Linked DNA regions of Hordeum vulgare: region 1 is linked to region 2. A link is a contact called in public Hi-C data. All regions are on one chromosome and are shown on one strand. The core of a region is the stretch at or near the end of the contact, and the rest is flanking DNA. Distances in the headings are between cores, read along the strand shown. Region 1 has its middle 40 kb from the start of LOC123396363. Region 2 holds the start of LOC123395940 (L-galactose dehydrogenase).

Region 1 (7,278 bases), core at 2,197-4,696, 350 kb after region 2:
CGTAGATGACCATCACCATGGATAGATCTTATGTGTGCGTAGGAAAAAATTTGTTTTTCAATGAACGTTCCCAATAGTAGATACACTCCTCTCTCGTACATATGCATCTCTATGGATAGATCTTGCATGTGTGTATGAAAATTTTGATTTCCATACAACGTTATCCAACATAAAAAAAACTTTAGAATATAAGTTCTCATCATTTTAACCATCAAAACTTTGCAATTTTCGTGCTCCGCCAAGAAACTTAAATATCTTGGTTGCACTCTCGATGTACTCCTTGTCAAAAACCGGCAAGACTATCGAGAAGCGTACCTAGAATCAAACTCCCAGAAAAACCCATGCAAAGATCAGTCCATTTAGATTACAAGATTTTTTCTTTTGAACAAATACAATCTACACATTATTTTGACAGGTTAATTCCAAGTGTGGTTGTGTATAATCAATGATTCATCGTCCCGTGCTCATTTTCTTCTTCTTGTGAACATGCCAGCTTGCAATTCCTATTCGCGCTCGTATGACGCTTTTCTTATGCGGGCCCCATTCCCCGCAAAGAAACCTTATTTTTAAAAAATTATTTTAATATTTGGAATGAGCAAACTTCTTTCAAATTAAAAAATCTTCAAATTTCGTCAACTTTTCCTATAATTCATGAACCTTATTTTTTGAAACATATGATTTTTTTTTAAATGTGAACTTTTTCAAATTCATTAGGTTTTTTGAAATGCATGAATATATTCAAATCCTCAAACATTTTCCAAATCTGAGATTGTTATTTCAGAATCTGTGAACTTTTTGCCATTTGTGAACTCTCTTTTTAGAACCAATGATCTTTTTTCAAATCCGTGACCCTTTGTTTTTTCAAAGTGCACAAACTTTTTCGCATTCATGAACATTGTTTTTCGAAATCGATGAACATTTTCAGAGCCATGAAAATTTTCCGAATTCGTGAGCATCTTCGAGTTCATGATTTTCTTCAATCCATAAACCTTTTCTTTTTGAACCCGTCAATGTTTTTGAGATTGTGAAAAAAATTCAAATTCATGAAAAAAATTAAATTCATGCTTTTTTATAGTTCTAGGTTTTCTATATAAAAAAACCCACATTTTTAAAAGCTGGCCCACGAGGACTGTTCAACAGCAAGCACACCCATGAGGGATGGGCGTGAGCGCTTGCTATCCCCCTCGTGCCCTCGTCCACATATTAGTTTTAGAGCAATCGTCGTGCTATAATTTAAGAGAAAATTAGCCTTTTCTTTAAGAACAATGCGTCACATGCGAATTTATGGAGCTCCTATATAACGGGAGCATTCCGAGAAGGGCGTCCTGCCCATTAAGAACTGTATTTACGATTTTCAATATTTTCTTGAAATAAAAAAATCATGAGTTTATTAAGAAATCTTTGTGGGTTTAAAAAGTTCACAAAACCCGAAAAAAGAAACCAAGTAAAAAAATAGAAAAATTCAAAAATAATTATCCCATTTTCAAATTTTCATTGAAATTCAAAAAAGTTCATTGAATTAAAAAATGTTCACAAACCTTTAAAAAGTTCATCGATTCAGAATAGGTTCATCAATTTTCAGAGAAAAGTTCATAAATTTTAAAAAATGCTCATGGATAATTCAAAAAGTTCATTGAACTGGGAAACGCTCACAAATCTTTAAAAAGTTCATCAATTTTGGAAAATATTCTGAATTTTCAGAGGAAAAAGCATCAATTTTTCAAAAGTTCATCGAAATACAAAAGAAGTTCATCGATATGCAGAAAAGTTCAATGAATTTTTGAAAAAAGTTTATTGTTTGAAAAATGGTTGATCCAATTTTAAAATAGTTGTGCTTTTTCTAAAAAATAAAAAGGAAATGGAAAAGAAAAGGTCAAAGAGTAAAGAAAAGAAACAAACAAAAAGAAAAATATAAAAACGAACAAAAGCCAGTCCTTAAAAAACCTAAACAAAAGAACGGTAGAAAGCTTTTAGAGGCTTCACAAAACTGGAGAAAGCTGCCTTCCAGTTGAATATATATGACAGGTCCAATTACGAACGCTGCAAGCGCCTGTTAACAATATGGACGCTAACCAACACTGCAGCTCCAAATAGTAAATGCTCTATACAACAGCCTGCGCGACGGATAAGAAGGCAGTCGGGCCAGGTGCGGGACGGGGCTCCCCAGTTTTTTCGTTTATATTTATTTGGTTTCCTTTATTTTGTCTTTCGCTTCTTTAAAAATTTTGGGATTTGCAAAAAAAAAAGAAATTCAAAATATTCTCACGAATTCAACTTCACGTTTTCTGAAAGCATGAACATATTTTAAATTTTCGATGGAAAGTTTCTGAGAGGAAGAAAAAATTAATATTTTATGAACACTTTATATATCTCGTGAAAAACAATTAAATTAAATGAACTTTTTCAAAATTGACGAACAAATGTTAAAATCGACGAACATTTTTTTTGAACTAGATGAACAAAGTTTGATTTCAAGAACAGATTCTGAATTTGACGATTTTTTTTGAATAAGATGGGAAAATTTGGATTCAAAATCATATTTCGAATTTAACAAAGATTTTTGAATATGATGAAAAAATTTCAACTTTATAAATAATTTTTTTTATGAAAAGGTTATAATTCAAAGAACAAAAAAATAATTTTGAAAGACGTTGATGGATTTGAGAATTTGTTAGCCAATTTGAGAAAACTTTCCAAGATCTCAGAAAATGTTTGTGATTTGGGAAAGGAAAAAGAAAAACATAGAAAAAACCAGGTTTGGAAAGGTTCTAGAACCTTAAACCAAAAACCACTGGCCGAGCCTAACCTACGCGAAGCGGTGGGTGCTATAAGTATACTCGGCCATAAATAGCTCGGCCTGAACGGCCTGATCCGCCCCGGCCCAAAGATTCTGGGTTGGGCTGGGCCTATTTTTGCCATCGGGTCAGGCTCGAGTCGTGAAGTTCAGCCCGACGTTCTGTTCAGGTTGGGATCGGGTGTATGCCAAAACAAATTTAAGCCACATTCAGAGCAGGCCGGTCGTGCCTTGTCAGGCTTGTTTGGGGTCAGACCGGGTTTGGGCCCCATATTTAGGCCCAATGATGGGCCGGGCCAGCCTCAGGCCTGGGATTTTAGCATCGGGTTTGTTTTAACCGGCCCGAGCTATATACAGGCATAGCTTTAAGCAAGCACAGGGCAAGCCTTGTGTAAGGGAGAGCCCAGGTGGGACGGTCCAACCGCGTGGGAGGCCCGGTCATTTCTCTTTGTTCTTCTTTTTTCTCTTTGCCATTACTGAACTGTTATTTTGTTATTTCAAAATGCATTGAAAAGATAACTGTATACAAATTTTAAAGCAAAATGTACACTCTTTGCTGGACCGGACGGAGGAAGTATCTACTCACGGAGCAGCCCGAGTCGAGGCACCGATCGGCGGCAGCTCTGAGCTGGGCCCCGGAGCAGCAAGCCGATCATCAGCGGCCATGAACCGAAACGACCACCGCGGTCGCAATCAGTCACGTCCGGCGCGGGGGCGGAGGCGGGGGCCGTCGGGTTTTCCACCCCATCAGCCGAACGAGCCAAGACATGTATGCTTCAGCTGCATGCATCGAATCTGCTGCATGGGGTCCAGTTCCATGCTGTGCATCTGCGTGCCAATCACCATCACCATGCATCACACAGCCATGCATGCAGTGCAGCTGTGCAGGCAACGGTGCAGACGGGATCACGGGGGAGAGGAGAGAAGAGCCAAAGCCGAGATGATATGGTGCGGCTTTCTCGGTCGCCGGGCCGTGGACGGTGGACGCGACGGCGAGGAGTCCGGCGGCCGGTATCCTGCCTGCGGCGATACGGACTCCCTGCCGTGGCAGCGGCCCTGTGGCCTGTACCCGCATACAGAAACCCTCCGTAGATATAGGGTGAAAAATCGTCAATAGATACCGTGCCGATGGAATTTTGAACCGGGCTAATAACAACTCCCACGCACCAACACATTTGGTCCGGCAGCGTCAGTCTATGTTCGCGCAAATAAAAAACAGTGCCCAGTACAAGCACTCATTTTCATTCTCCGTCCCATTTATGTCCGTTGTGATCCATTTCATCTTAAATTTGGATCAAATTTAAAGCGAAACAAACATAAACCGAACGTTTTTTGGGTCCTCCTCGTTCGTTTGTGTCGAGACTGGCTCATCTCTCATCCACCTTTCACATCCCATCTACTCCCTCCGATTATAAATATAAGTCTTTTAAAGATTTTATTAGAGGATTACATATGAAATAAAGTAAGCAAATCTATACTTTAAAGTATATGTCTATATATACATCTATATGTAGTCCTCTAGTGAAACATTTAAAATGATTTATATTTAGGAATAGAGAGAGTATATCCTTCTTTTCTCTTCCCACCCTCGCCCACCAGCCAACCCACCCCCACGAGCCAGCCGAGGAAGAGCCGCGGGACGCTCCTTCCGGTGGCCTATGGCGGCGCGACAGCGCTCACTCGAGAAAATCTGCATGAAGGCAGGTGTCGCTCAGCTAGATCCCCGTGAGGGCAAGTGGTCGGAGGCACCCATTGAGGTAATCCGGGATTAGAGGGTCCTCGATCCGTCTTCCTACTCTCATGGGCCGGACCCCTGGGCCTGTTCGACCGCCATTAGAAGTATCGGAATCTAGATAGACTCTTGAGAACACTTGGCGTACAATTCAAGGCGACGTAGTGATCGGCATATTCCTTCCCTATTGTAACCAACTTTGTGTAACCCTAGCATCCCTGGTATCTATATAAGCCAAGGGGGCATAGCTTGTAGGACACATTTAGCTCATTGTGATTAGGGTTTAGACCATAACATCCGATCTCAAACTAGATCAACTTTGCACTTTGCACTACTCCATCAATACCAATAAGAACAAGACGTAGGGTTTTACCTCCATCAAAAGGGCCCGGACCTGGGTAAAACACCATCTTCTACGTCTCTTTTTACCCATCGACCCTAGATCCACAGTTCGTACCCCCTACTCGAGATCAACTAGTTTTGACACCGACACCCATCCCCGTAGGAGCTCGTCCCCGCAACGCCCGTCACGCGAACATGGACACCCCTGTAGGAGCTCGTCCTTGCCGGCTCTCGTTCCCGCGGGCGGAGGCTGCATAGTGGCTAGACGCTCCCATCCTCGCAGGAGCTCATCCCCGTCGGGAACGTGTGTTCCTGCCGAAGCTCATGCACGCACGCGGAGGCGGGGAGGCATCCGGCATTCGTCCTAGCCGACGACCGTATAAGCCCCCTACTGGTAGCTCTTGTTGTTGTTTTTTTGCAAAAGAAAATGACTTGTTTGTTTCAAATGGGTCGCTCGCGTTGGGTGCACCTGTCAGTTTAGCGAACCCAAACAAACAAAATGCGGGCAGAAGCGGATGCGGTTTTGGTCGCTGCAATGGAGTTGTTGTAAGGGCATATTTCTACCCCAATAGCTTTGGTGATTGGTGACAATGCATTTGCGGACTAATCGTGTTTATTAAGCCTTTCAGATAATTCATCATTTGACACAAGGCGATTCTAGCCCCTCGGTGGATTAGAGTGAAGATGGTTTCTTCCCTGTGTTTCTTTTCCGGTGGATCCGAGTCATAGGAGAACCATACTATTAGGAGGGGGTCCGCATCGGAAAGGTTTGGGTGAAATCAACACGTACACTTTTGTTTGCACCTTTGTTCCTTTCCCGCATCATTGGAGTTGTTCCGACGTTGCCTTTGGTCTAGTTCGCAAGGAACCAAGCGGAATTACCTCGCAAGACAACGATACTACCTCTTATCTACGGAAGTACCACTCTCGACAGCGGTAGTACCGCTTATGGGCGGTAGTGCCATTGCCCAGTACCGCTGGCTTAGGTGTCTTGACTTTTCGTGTCACACTGAGCGATTTTTGGTCGGTAGTACAACCTGGTAGTACCGTTCATAAGCGGTAGTACCTCCTGTTAGTACCATGCCACTATCGCCCTTCTTTCTGGGCCTGAAACCCTCAGCAAACTACGAATGGCAGTAGGCTGTGATACTACCTCTTATCTGTGCTAGTACCGCTCTCACGAGCCGTAGTACCGCTTAGGCGAAACTACCTCCGCTCCTACCCCCCCATCTGTTTGTAGAGCTACTACATTGCAACCCAAGTGGCAGTACCTCTTGGGACAACGGTAGTACCGCTTCAACGGCATTACCGCCTCGTGGCCTCATGACATTGCCATATGCGACTGGTTGAGTCGTCCAAGCAGTAGTACCGCTCCCATGAGCGGTAGTACCGCTTGCGTGCGGGCTCCTATGGGATAACGGTTGGATTTGCGCCCCCCCCCCCACCACTATATAAAAAGGGTCTTCTTTCCCATGAAAATCACCTCTCCTAACCCTAAGCTCCATTGCTTCTCTAAGCTCCATTTTCGTTCAATCTCTCCCCCTAGCCAGGAAAACTGGTTGATCTTCTAGGGGGAGAGATTGGACGAAAATCAACAAGAGAAATTTAATTTCCTCCACTAGCCCCTTGCGGATCTACACTTTCTTGGACGTTATGCCTATATACATGATCATTGTCTTGAATATCGTCATAATTATTTGCTCTTCTATCAATTGCCCAATAGTAATTTGCCTACCAACAGTTTGCTATTTCTCGAGAGAAGCCACTAGTGAAACCTATGACCCCCGGGTCAACTTCACTTCATCTATTTGCAATCTCTACTTTGCTATTTGTGTTTTTGTTTTAGTTGCCCTTTTGTTTTCAGATGTATATTATCAAAAAAACTAAAAAATACCTTGTTGCGTTTTATTTGCTATCACTCTTATTTGCATCTATCAATATATCCTTACTTTACCCACGAGGGATTGGCAACCCCTCCACGCGTTGGGTTGCGAGGATTTGCTATTTCTGTGTAGGGGCTGCTTACATAGTCTTGTGGATCTTCCTACTAGATTGATAACTTGGTTTCTTAACTAAGGAAAATACTTGTCGTCGTTGTGCTACATCACCGTTTAAGCTTGGAGGGAAACCAACGCATCAGCGAGACTAAGCAAGATTTCTGGCGCCGTTGCCGGGGAAGATCAAGTCAAGATCTATGAGGTTCCTCCACACAACTCTCATCCCCTTGCAATTACATCATTTGCCATTTTCCTCTCGTATTCCTCTCCTCCACTTCACAAAAATTGCCTTTTCATTTGCCTTCTTTCTGTTTGCCCGTTTCTTGCTTGCTTGCTTTTATTGCCTTCATGTCAACAGTGAAAAACAAAAAAGTAAATAGGAAAAATAAATACATATGGATCCTCATTCACTT
Region 2 (7,128 bases), core at 2,567-5,066:
GTTCTATATCGACAGACAAAGGGAATTGTAACGGGATTGATTGAATCCATGACATCGTGGTTCCTCCGATGAGATCATCGTGGAGAAAGTGGGAGCCACCATGGGTATCCAGACCCCGCTGATGGTTATTGGCCGAAGAGGTGTCTCGGTCATGTATGCCTGTTTCCCGAACCCGTAGGGTCTACACACTTAAGGTTCGATGACGCTAGGTTTATAGGGAATTGTTATACGAGGTTACCGAAAGTTGTTTGGAGTCCCTAATGAGATCCCGGACATCACGTGGAGCTCTAGAATGGTCCGGAGCTAAAGATTGATATATAGGATGGATGGTTTTGGACACCGGAAATGTTTCGGGCGTCACGAGTAGCGTGCCGGGACCACCGGGACCACCGGAAATGGTCCCGGGGGTCCAGCGGGAGGGGTCACCAGCCCCAAGAGGTAGCATGGGCCAAAAGGTGGAGGGCAACCAGCCCAAAGTGGGCTGGTGCGCCTCCCACAAAGAGGTCCAAGGCGCAGGAGGTGGAGAGGGGGGAAACCCTAGGCACTGGTGGGCCTAAGGCCCACCTAGGGGTGCGCCAACCCCTCCCCCTGCCCTGGCCGCCGCACCTCCAATCTGGGGGGCTGCCGCACCACCTAGGGTGGGAACCTTAGGGGTGGCGCCCCCTCCCCTCCTCCTATATATAGAGGGGGTTTGGGGGCTGTTTTGCACACGGTTTTCCCTCTCCCTCGGCGCAGCCCTGCTCCCCTCCTTCCTCCTCTCCCACGGTGCTTGGCGAAGCCCTGCTGGGAGACCTCGTCTTTCCATTGACACCACGCCGTCGTGCTGCCAGAGATCTTCCCCAACCTCTCCCTCCTCCTTGCTGGATCAAGGTGCGGGAGACGTCGCCGGGTTGCACGTGTGTTGAACGCGGAGGTGCCGTGGTTCGGCACTAGATCGGAATCACACAGCGATCTGAATCGCCGCGAGTACGACTCCATCAACCGCGTTCTAGCAACGCTTCCGCTTAACGATCTTCAAAGGTATGAATATGCACCCACCCCTCTCTCATTGCTGGTCTCTCCATAGGAAGATCTGAATATGGCGTAGGAAAATTTTGAATTTATGCTACGTTACCTAACATATGCTGCCATCTTCATAATTTGGGTACAACAACTTTTTATGATCCTTTAGCATGGCCTCCAACTTCAGCTTCTCATTGTCTGTATCGCATTGTCTCTTTGCATCAGAAATGACCCGACCAAGACCATCAGCGGGCTCATATGATGTCGGTCGTTCTTCACCTCCTCCTTCTTCATTGTCTTCCATTGCAGTATCACCGTATTCTTCAGTGAACATAGGATAGTTGTCATCATCATCTTCTTCTTCATTGTCTTTCATCATAACCCCTATTTTTCCGTTCATGGTCCAACAATAATATGTGGGCATGAAATCTCTTCGAAACACGTGGCCTTGAATGGTTTTCGAGCTAGAGTACTCCTTCACGTTTTGACAGTCAACACATGGACAAGGCATAAAATTATCTACTTTGTTTGCCTCAGCCACATTGATAAATTTATGCAGGCCTGCAATAAATACGGAACCACGTTGTTCGCCATACATCAATCGCTTCCGTGCATCGATCTGCATCATACATGAATAGTGAAATGACCACCGTACATGGACACATGCAATATTTTTGTATCAATTACAGATGAAAAAGGATAACGTTGCTAACCTCGGTCGAGGATACCATTTTGTGTGAACTTAAGTGTGACTCGCGCATTAGTCCCGGTTCGTAATGTACTCCAAAGTGCGTTGGTCACCGTACATACATTGACGGTTCATCTGTATTATGAAATTAAGTATATCAAAAAACTATTGCAGAACATCATGAATAGAGAAATGACTAAATTAATACAAGTTCATCATCACATTAAAACCAAAGCACAGTAGTGGTCAAATGTTATTATTGCAAAAATAATTACATAAAGTTCTGTCATAAAACAACATACAACTATGTAAAACATTTAAATGCAACAACAAATGCGATCAAAATCGCAACTAATGTAACAATTGACCCAACAACATAATGATACCAAGCCTCTTTATCAATAACATATTTTCTAATATTCATAATCTTAAAGCGCATTTCATCCATCTTCAAGTGCATTGCATCCATCTTCAACTTGCTATCATCGACTACATCGGCAACATGCAACTCCAGTTCCATATTCTTCTCCTCAATTATTTTCAATTTTTTCTTCAAGTAATTGTTTTCTTTTTCAACCAAATTTAACTTCTCGACAAGAATTTCTATGTGGGTTGGAATTTCCGATTCACATACCTCCTAGATTAAAAAATATATGTCACGTTGGTCGTCATAATTGTCATAAACACTAAATAAAACAAACAGTTATAAAAGATAATATATACCACATCCGAATCATAGACATGACGAGGGCCGACGGAGGCGGATACCAAAACCATCGCACTATATAATAACAAAAAATAATGAAAGTAAGTAATTTATACAAGTATCTATCTAAATCATACAAGTAAGAAATTTTTTTCTTTTAAAAAGAAGATAAGAACAAGAGGCTCACCACGATGGTGCTCGTGACGAGATCGGCGCGGGCGATCGACAACGGTGAGGACGAGCACGGGACGGCACCCTACACATGTGCAGACTCTAAGAAGTTAATTTGAGCTCAAATTTTGCATCTAAATCAAAATAACTCCCACATACACTCCTACACTAAAACCCACAAACCACTCTACTTCTAGAGCATTTGAAATGAGCTAAGCTAGCACTGAGAGATGAAAGGATGAAGTAGCTAACCTTTTAGAACACTTGTGTAGTTGATGCACCGTCAAACTTAGACAAATATTGAGGAAAATGGAGCTTGGAGGTCGAGCTTGGAGAGGAGAAAGCTTAAGTAATGTGGCTCGGGCATTTCATCAAACACCTCATGTGCATGAAATAGAAGGGTGGCAAGAGCATGGCATGCACACCTCAACAACCAAAAAACAGAGGAGAGGATGGGCACGGGCGAGGGTATACATAGGCAAAACTTTAGTCCCGGTTTTTGTCTAAAACCAAGACTAATAGCCTACCATTTAGTTCCGGTTCCAGCCGGGGCACGCCACGTGTGTGTCGCTGGATCTTTAGTCCCGGTTTTTGACACGAACTGGAACTAATGCGTCGAACCGAACGAGGACTATTGCCCCGCGAGGCCCTGACAGCTCGAACCGCTCGGGTTTATTTCGACCCGGGGCTAATGGCTTTTGCAGCTCCGGCCGAAAGCCTCTTTTTCTACTAGTGAATACTACTAACAAATGACTACATTTTTCCTCCTACAAATATATCAAACATAATATTTGTAAGTATAATGTTTGCTACAGTTATGATTCTTTAATTCTGCATACCATGCAAAAATCAACAATTGCGTAAAAAGCCAAATTCAAATTTTGAATTCAAAAGAATGCACGTGCATGCTAAGGCCATGTTTGGTTTCAATAAGTCAGGTGACTTAAAACCAGTGACTTATAAGTCACGTCTGTTTGGTTGTCATCTGACTTATAACCTTTTCATGCAAAAGTGGATGACTTATAAGTTTTAAGTTGGAGTGGAGCAACTTATGATTTATAAGTTGGGATGACTTATAAGTTAGGTCTGTTTGACAAAATAAGTCACTTTTTGCATTTTTTAACTTATAAGTTGGTGACTTATTTGAAACCAAACAGGCCTAACTACAGTAGTGGTAGAGATAAAAAAGAACTGTAGCGCGTGGAGGCCGCCTCATCATCTCTCCGGCAAATTCCCCGCCGAGAGAAGACAAGGACACGACGAGCTGGACCACCAGCCAGCGCAAGGCAACCACCACCCACCTCCTCCACTCGCCGCAACCAACACCAACCCAAGCAATGGAGCTCCGCACCCTCGGCGGCACGGGCCTCCGCGTCAGCCCCGTCGGCTTCGGCGCCTCCCCGCTCGGCAACGTCTTCGGCGACGTCCCCCGCGACGTCGCCCGCGCCACCGTCCGCCGCGCCCTCGACCTCGGCATCAACTTCTTCGACACATCCCCGTAACGCCCCGCCCCGCCCCGCCCCGCCACTCTCCCCCCTTCCTTCGCCCCCGCCTCCCGCGGGCCTGAGCCGGCGCTGTTCTTCCCAGGTACTACGGCGGCACGGTCTCGGAGTCGGTGCTCGGGGACTGCCTCCGCTTCGCGGGCGTCCCGCGCGACAGCTTCGTGGTCGCCACCAAGTGCGGCCGCTACAAGGAGGGCTTCGACTTCAGCGCCGCCCGCGTCACGCGCAGCGTCGACGAGAGCCTCGCGCGCCTCGGGCTCGACTACGTCGACATCCTTCACTGCCACGACATCGAGTTCACCAACCTGGACCAGGTCGGTCTCGCCGCCCACCACTTGTTCGACAGATTCCCTCTGGCAGCCTTAACCCATGATTGATTCTGTAACACTATGCATTGCTGTTTGGATGTTTGCAGATTGTGAACGAGACGATTCCTGCGCTCCAAAAGATCAAGGAGAGTGGGAAGGCGCGGTTCATTGGAATTACTGGATTGCCGTTGAGTATCTTCACCTACGTGCTTGACCGGGTGCCTCCCTGCTCCGTAGATTTGGTTCTGTCCTACTGCCACTACGGAATCAATGATACTGCTCTTGTGGATTTGCTACCGTACTTAAAGAGCAAAGGTGTTGGGGTGATCACTGCTTCACCCCTTGCTATGGGGCTTCTCACGGATAACGGGCCACCTGAGTGGCACCCTGCACCAGAAGAACTCAAGGTATTGCTGTAATATGATTTGTGTTCATTTTCATCTGACTATATGCAGGACAAGCTATTTCTTCACAATTACCTATTGTCCGTAGAACAACGAGATGTAAGATACTGGTACCATCATATTTTATCAAGAAAACGACTAATGCATAACACATTATAGCATGCTTCTGTTAGCATAAACTTCAGTTCAGGTTTAGTGTTTAAGTGTCAAAAAGTTTCAGTTTCGTCAGTCCTAGAGTTTTGTTTTCGTCAAAATAAGCCCGAGCTGCGCCTCGGTTCAGTTGCGTTTTCTGCGGCGCCTTGACCCGATTGTGGGATGGCACGAGTGCACGGTCAAGGCGCCATGACGGGCGATGCGTGGGGGGCACTGGGATGGCGGCGTCCACTACCCGATCGTGGCCTGTATTTCCGTTGTATTCTGTTGCAAAGTTTCGAATAAAAAAGAGAAACAGAGCAGAAAAGCTGCAGTAGTTTGCAGCGCAAAACCTTCTTTAGTCTCGCTCGTTTTCTTCCTCTCTTACCCTCCGGTGATCGCTGGAGTTAGTCGAGGGCGGGGCCGTCTGACAATTGGCATCAAAGCTTAGTTGCTTGATCGACCTGTGGAGATGACGGGACGCGGCAGCCCGAAGAACCCGACGGAGGTGGGGAACAACGACGGCGCCATGGTTGTGCACCAGAGGGTCGTCTGCGACACCGGCGGGGCGTGGTCCATGCTGACACGTACGAACTACGGTGACTGGGCGCTCCTGATGCAGGTGATGCTCGAGGCGCGCCAACTCTGGGTCGCCATCAATGAAGGGACCACGGAGCGGGAGACAGATCACACAGCAATGGAGTGCCTGCTGCGGTCTGTGCCGCCGGAGATGGCGTCCACGCTCGCCATGAAGGACACGACGAAGGATGCCTGGGACACCATCAAGACGATGCGGCTGGGCGTGAGCCGCGTACGTGAGGCCAAGGCGACAACGCTCCGTCGTCAGTACGAGGCGATCAAGTTCAATGACGGCGAGAGCATCGACGATTTCGGTATGCGCCTGTCTTCCTTTGTCACACAACTCGAGCTCCTAGGTGATAAGATCGGCGAGCCTGCTGTCGTTTGGAAGTTCCTCTTGGTCGTTCCCAGTGCGTACTCGCAGATGGTGTGCGCGATTGAGACCTTGGTCAACCTCAACACCCTGGCGCTCGAGGAGTTGATGGGGCGGCTGAAGGCCGCCTAGGAGAGATATGAGCTGAACGCGGCGCCTAGCGCCGCCGACAGCAATGGCAGACTGCTCCTCACTGAGGAGGAGTGGTTTGCGCGCCTGAAGCTGCGGGAGGGCGACGACTCCTTCGTGGCCGTGGACGCGGCAAAGGGCGCGGGGGTCGAGGCCAGGGCAGTGGCCGCGATGCAAGTAGCGGGGATAAGTCCAAGGACATTTGCCGCTACTGCAATGAGGGGCAATTGGCGCGCGAGTGCAAGACTCGGATCAAGGAGCAGGCGAACCTCGTCCAGGCCGGCGGCGAGGACTAGAGCAGAGCCTGTTGATGGTCCAAGCCTGTGGGCTCTCCGACCACAACTCTGACAGCATCGACGACACCCAGTTCGTCTTGTCGAGGACTCTGTTCAGGTCCACCTTGGGCACGAGGGGAGCGGCAGCAGCCGCGCAGGTGTGTGGTATCTAGACACGGCTGCGTCGAACCACATGACGGGCGACCGAGCGGTCTTCGTCGAGCTCGACACGGGCGTCACCGGAACTGTCAAGTTTGGTGACGGCTCCGTCGTCAACATCTGCGGCCGAGGGACGATCCTTCTGACGTGCAAGACGGGAGAGCACCGTGCGGTCACCGGGGTGTACTATATCCCACGATTGCGCTCCCACATCATTAGCCTGGGCCAGCTTGACGAGAGCGGCTGCCAGGTGCTGATCCAGGACGGCGTGTTGCGCGTGCGTGACCAGCAGAGACGTCTCCTCGCCAAGGTAAAGAGAGCCCCAAATCGCCTGTGCTCTGTTGTTCTTCAGATCGGGCAGCCTATGTGTCTCGCAGCGCACGGGGGCACGGACACGGCATGGACTTGGCATGCGCGCTACAGGCATCTCAGCTTCGACGCGTTGCGCAAGCTGGCGCGCCAGGATATGGTGCGCAGGATGCTCGTGGTCGAGCAAGTGGATCAGCTCAGTGACGCGTGCCTGGCCGACAAAGCAACGACGCTCGTCATTCGCGCAACAGGCCAAGTTCTGGGCGCAGGAGCGACTGGAGCTGGTGCACGGTGATCTCTGCGGCCCGATGAACCCGGCAACACCTAGCGGGAAGAATACTTCCTCCTGCTGGTGGACAACACCTAGCTCGTGCTGCTCGCATCGAAGGAC

Evidence for each region. Hi-C and Micro-C count contacts between places; a contact is called where the count stands out from the background.
Region 1: a Hi-C map of leaf shows a contact between it and region 2, with 6 times the contacts expected there. The contact joins the enhancer-like site here to the promoter of LOC123395940 in region 2. A contact is called at or near these places in 2 of 6 Hi-C or Micro-C datasets (leaf and seedling).

What each region holds. Positions count from the first base shown.
Region 1 is chr5H:41,781,470-41,788,747 of MorexV3_pseudomolecules_assembly, forward strand. No RefSeq gene overlaps it. Among protein-coding and RNA genes, the nearest start is that of LOC123396363, 40 kb to the right of the region's middle. Within about 2 kb of position 3,447, at least 3 of the 3 cell types and tissues checked have open chromatin away from gene starts, as enhancers often do. A contact at or near this core is called in leaf and seedling, where this site is marked.
Region 2 is chr5H:41,428,725-41,435,852 of MorexV3_pseudomolecules_assembly, forward strand. It overlaps LOC123395940 (L-galactose dehydrogenase), which reads left to right and starts at 3,817. Exons shown (of 5, transcript XM_045090963.1): 1 at 3,817-4,065; 2 at 4,155-4,383; 3 at 4,485-4,784. The coding sequence starts at 3,905.